2 separate regions of the Anser cygnoides genome follow, and region 1 is linked to region 2. Evidence: chromatin contacts called from public Hi-C data. All regions are on one chromosome and are shown on one strand. Each heading gives the region's core, a stretch centred on a gene start, on an enhancer-like site or on the middle of the called end of the contact. The rest is flanking DNA. Distances are from core to core; before and after follow the strand shown.

Region 1 (2,700 bases), core at 121-2,620, 500 kb after region 2:
AAGGGACTGCATTAACGTACTCCTGAAGGTCACAAAAAGGCAGTTTTCATTTCATCTCACTACAGAGTTTACCCATGTGATACATTTCTTCCTGTTTAGTGCAGACAAGCTCCAGGGTCATTCTAAACTTTAATTACATTAAAATAACACAGTAAGAGGTCCTTTTATTTTGATAATTTACAATACCGGCTATTGAAACGAGCTTCACATTAATTTGGGAAATACACACAAAGTGACACTTCTATCCCAGTCTTTTGTGGGCAGAGAACAATTCACTGTCCGCTTAATAGCTGTAATAGCCCAAGACCAGATTTTCCTACAATAATTACACTTTCTCTCAAATTTATTGAGGTTCAAGTTTCCAGTTGTCTGCTGGGAACGCTTCATTTATGCATGAAGTATCTCAGCCCTCTTCGGCAGAAGAAAAGCAGGGAGACATGGAGGCTTGTTCAAATACAAAAGTCTCCATAGATATCTTTTTTTTTCTATTTTTAACTAACTAATAATAATGTTACAGAGTCCTTGTGCACTTTTGTTCCTGCCCAGAAGCCCTCAGGGGGGATTTTGAAGGCTATGTGCAACCCTATGTGCAAGTGGTTTTCCAATGCCTGTTTTTTCCCTTTTTTTCAACACGTGAAAAATAATATCCTAAATATCCTTATCGTGTGGCTATTCTCTTAATAATATACAACCCATGGTGTTTTGCTTTGTATGGTGTTATTTTCTCATACCTGTGCACTTGCACATGCACTACTTCTGCATTGAGGTCCCAGCCTGCTAAAAGCGTTAAAGCCACCACCCATGGACAGGTTCACACAGCAGCTGGGATAGGGCACAATTTCAGAGTGAAGGGGCATCTTCCTCATCCCAAACCAGTTTTAAAAATGAGGGTTTAGATCCCCAAGTTGCAGTGACTGCGTAGGACCATCCCAAAGCCCTTCTGAACCAGGTGATAATTCCCAGTGGCTTTGGACATGGGACACTACCTTATGGGAATGGCAAAGGGAAAAAGCTGAACTGACATCTCCATGTTGTATCTGGGTGGTGTGTGTCCCTCATAACAGAATTTTGTAAGAATCTTCAGTTCGCTGTGCTGGGAAGTGACCAGGTGCACCAAAATTACAGGTGTTGTGGGAAATAAAATGATTTTCTTCCTTCAAACGAACTGGAGGGTACAGGGTGGGCAAGAAACACAACTGCCTCGATCGGGCCTGACTGACTTCCATGTGGAAACAGTCTAATATACTCCCTTGCCAGAAAACTGGGAATTTGTCTCCAAAAGGGCAAAGGCCTCCGGGACGTGTCCTGATTCTTTGTGATCTGATGGGTGCCATCGTCAATGATTTACCGCAGCATGCTGGGCCGGGGGGCTCCGCGCTTCTCCCAGCAACACTGGCCCCACGGCCTGCCGAAGCCTCAAGCTTTTGCTTGCAGCTAATTAATAGCAAACATTCACATATGGAAAAACAATGTGGTGGAGCCAGCGTCAGGTTTCTCCTTTGATTCTCGCTGTATGCTCACTGTCTCTAACAGCAAGTCAGGGCACGGCTGCGGCACACGGGGAGCCGGTGGCGGCGCCTTCCCAGAGGTAAGTCTGCTTCCACCCAGCTCTACGTACAGAAACTGCGGGCCAGTCAGTCAGCCCATCAATTTCGTCTTGACTTGAGGCATGTGCACACTGTGCTCTCTGTAAACAGCTTCCAGAAAAAAAAATATGTTGGCCGTTATCCAAGCCCAAGCGAGGAATCATAATTCCTTCTTATATGAACTGTTTGCACAATGGGTTTTCTTTCACAGATGACTATTAAGCCTGCTTAAACGTCTTTACCAAAATCACCATATTATTTTGGGGCATTTGGAGTGAATTCCTTATACAGGAAGACTTACAAAGAAATATTTTTCATATTCATTCTCATAATAATTATTTTGCATTTGACACTTAACAAGTGCATGTACACAACCCAATTTTCAATCCAAGCCAGAAGCATGTACCTCTATTCTTTTTTCTCTAAACAATATTATTAACCTATACAAGTGTCATTCAAGCTTTGAAGGAAGGGGATATACAAGTTATTTTTTTCTAAACCTACAGTGTCATGATAGGAGAAGGGTTGTTTTTTTGTTTGTTTGTTTTTCCTACAGTTATTAATTTCAGGCTTGTTGTAAAAGCAAATGTGATTTAGAAGGATCAAGAAAAGGTATCACTGATAATTGGAACGTGAAGACAAGGAGAAGGCAGAAGGGAAAAAAAATCATGGTAGTGATACACTTAATTATGAAGGCTTATTCTGATAATCCCTTTTGAAAATGAACAAAGACGAGATTTTTGATGTTTGATGAACTTATCAAACAAGGCAGAATAATGAAGAGGTAAACATGAAATCCAGTCGAAGGTGAGCCAATTAAGTGCTTGGTGAAGTGCTGAAGGACACGGCCCACAAAACCTCCTGTCAGAGCCAGGAGGGATCGGTACGGGTGCCTCCTCCAACGCCGTGCGTGTCTGCAGGATCCCGCTGTTCTCCCGGCGGGTGATGAGTGCCCACGGGCTCCCTGCCCGAGCCGCTGTGCCTCTCGTCTGGTGGTCTTGCTGATGAATGCCCAGTGTGCTCCCTACCTCCGCTAATTATCGGGATTTCTCTTTGGGCTGCAGTCTTGTAAGTAAAACAGACTGCTCATTAGTTAATTGCCAAAATAATGATA
Region 2 (2,754 bases), core at 94-2,593:
AAGTGCACAGAAAGATATCCCTTCTGGCTCAGTATCCCCAGGATACTGTTTGAGGTGCATGAGTCTGTTGTTATTCACGTGCTTAGGCATCTGCTGCGGGCCACTGAAACACACCGTGCAAGGTGGCCCTTTGGTACCGCACAGTGGGGCTGCTCCGTTCTTCTGCTCTCACACCCCCATGGGCTCCTGAGTGCTGACTTAGCTCTTTTCGTAGGCACCTTGGAAATTTTGGAGAAGAACAGAGCTGGAGGCGGAGAAGGCTTTACAGGTAAGTGCTGCAAGCGCGTTCCAGGCAGCACAGCAAGAGCCATCAGCGAATTTGCTGGCCAAGGAGCTCCGAGTTCTGGAAAAGCGTGGAAGAGGAGGGAAAAAAGCAGAACAGGGAGGAAGGGGAAGAAGCGTGCGAGGCTGACATTTGCCAGCCCTCCTGCTTCAGGCGTCTTTTTAAAACGCAGCTATAATTAACGAGTTAAAGCCTTTGTTTTAAAAACACTTGAACTGGTTGTATTTCCACGGGCGAACTCGTGGCCTACCCAAACAAAACCCAGGATTCGCACCTTCCTTCGCGTCGAGCAAACGGCGTTTAAAAAAAAATACGCTCTGCGGTCAACTACGGGGTTATGCAAGAAGGCACGGGGCTGGGGGGGGGGGGGGGGGATCGTGGGGCAGCGATGCATTCCGTGAATGCCAAGAAAAATAACGATACCAGGTGCTCTTCACCTTGCAAAAACACCCAGAGAGAGACAGAGGGACACGGGCAGAGGGACACGGGCAGAGGCCGGGGCACCACGAGGGGCTGCCGGGGGGCTCCCCGCACCCCCCTCCCCCCCCAAACCCTTCACCCTCCGCCGGGAGAGCTCGGGGGCAGCCCGGAGCCGCCGTCCCGGGGCTCACCTCGGTGTCCACCACTTCGTGGTATGCGGGCGGCGGGTCGAAGCCCCCGCTGCCGCCGCCCCCACCGCCACCGCCGGTGCCGCCGCCGCCTCCTCCGTCCCCGTCGCGGGGTCCCGGCCCTCCCGCGGGGGAGCCGTGGCCGCCGGCCGGGCCGTGCCCGCTCTCCATGGGCTCGTAGCCGCCGTAGTGGAGGCCGGGCCGCTCGTTGGTGAGCAGCGCCACCGCCTCGTTGATGTCGTTCTTGGCCAGGCGCAGCGCCTTGCGGATGGCGGAGGCGTCCGAGAAGCCCATGCAGAGCAGCGTGGTCATGTGCTGCTCCTCCTCGCTCTCCATGGCCGCGGTCCGGGGGCCGAGGCGGGCGCCGGGGCTCCGGGCGCTGCCGGGCTCCGGCCTCAGGCGCTGCCCGCCCCGCGCGCCGCCATCTTGACGGCAGCGCCTCGCCCCCCTCCCCGCCCCGCCCCTCCCCTCTCGGCCCGGAAGGGGGGGGGGGGGAAAGCGGGGGGGGGGGGGGGGAGAGCGCGGCGCTGCCCGCGTCACGTGACGGGGGAGGCTCGGCTCGGGGGATGAATGGAGCGTGCGGGGCGTCGTCATGGCGACGGGAGCGGCCGCGCCGGTCACGTGGCGGGAGCGGCGTTGCCATGGGGACGGCAGCGCCGGGGATGGGGTCGGGGCTGGTCGCGGCTTGGTCGCGGCCTGGTCGCAGGGGGGGGGCTCGGCCCTGTGCCCGCTGCCCCGCGGGTGGCTCCTCCGGCAGGGAACAAACCCCGTAAATAAGTGCAAATAATAATAATAATGAAATTGCTGCTGCCCCAAAGCAGAAATGAATTGAATTTGCATATGATTCTTAAACGTACTTGGCCAAACTCTGGCACCGCATGGAAGAGAGTAGATCTGAATCTCTTAGGCTATCTAGGCAGCATTCACCGCTCCATTTTAACAAACGCTTTAATGGCCACAGAAAAGGAGGAAGCCGATAAAAGATTTGTGAAGATCGGTGCTGGTATCTTGTGTTAGCAGGGGCTGGCATCACTGAGAGCACCAGGGTTAGGAAACTACAAATAATTGCCTGAAATCTGAGACACAGATTTACATTCAGCGTAAGGGAAGCTTTCTAGGGAACACCAACAATATTTGAACTTTCAGAGCTCAGTGTCCGTCGCTGCTCCTGATGGTGTCTGTAGAAAGAAACAGGCTGACAGATCTGCCTGTTTGACTGGTAAGGTTTTTGATTAATTTTTAGATAGTAGTATGCCAACAGTGCTCCCATGTTCTTTGTATGCTGACCCAAAAGGTAATCACGACTCTTTCATCTTGCTTATTCATATCCTGATTTTTATTTATTTATTTTCTGTAGGCGACATTCAGTGGAACGTAGGTAACGCGCCCGACTCAACTTCAGCGTCTGGACTGAAGGAGGGTTCTTCAGTCACGCTGATCTCCAGCTATAAAAGGAACTGTTATGGCTCAGTCTCGCCAGGCTCAAGAAAAAAACTCTATCACTTTGAGTGCATTCAGTTAATATGCTGAATATTGACTCACTGCTTACTCATGTGCTCAACGTTTAAATTACACTTTCTCATTTCTGAAACATAAGTAATGATTTAATCCTCATAGGCTGATGAAGTCAGTTGGCATCATTTTCCTTTACTAGTGGAAGACAAGACTGGAGGAAAAAGTACTATCTTTTATTAGATGTCATTATTGATTTCAGATTTATTTCAAGGAAGGGGTGCTGTAAATTTGCACTGAGCTAATTAATGAAAACATACCAAAAGTAATGGAGGAACTGCTTGTAATCCCAGACGACTGAGCACAGAAGAGAATGCTTTACAGTTAAGTTACCAATGCTTTGCTGTCCTG

The links. A called contact is a pair of places that touch in the nucleus more often than the background predicts.
Region 1: a contact with region 2 is called in a Hi-C map of liver, with 8 times the contacts expected there. The contact joins the promoter of C8A here to the promoter of USP24 in region 2. A contact is called at or near these places in 2 of 7 Hi-C or Micro-C datasets (granulosa cells and liver).

The regions. Positions count from the first base shown.
Region 1 is chr8:29,023,051-29,025,750 of Taihu_goose_T2T_genome, forward strand. It overlaps C8A (complement C8 alpha chain), which reads left to right and starts at 1,371. Exons shown (of 12, transcript XM_048062076.2): 1 at 1,371-1,588. The coding sequence starts at 1,470.
Region 2 is chr8:28,520,960-28,523,713 of Taihu_goose_T2T_genome, forward strand. USP24 (ubiquitin specific peptidase 24) reads right to left here and starts at 1,344. Exons shown (of 67, transcript XM_048062107.2): 1 at 895-1,344. The coding sequence starts at 1,227. LOC106032991 (a long non-coding RNA gene) reads left to right here and starts at 1,466. Exons shown (of 8, transcript XR_010833413.1): 1 at 1,466-2,110; 2 at 2,249-2,754.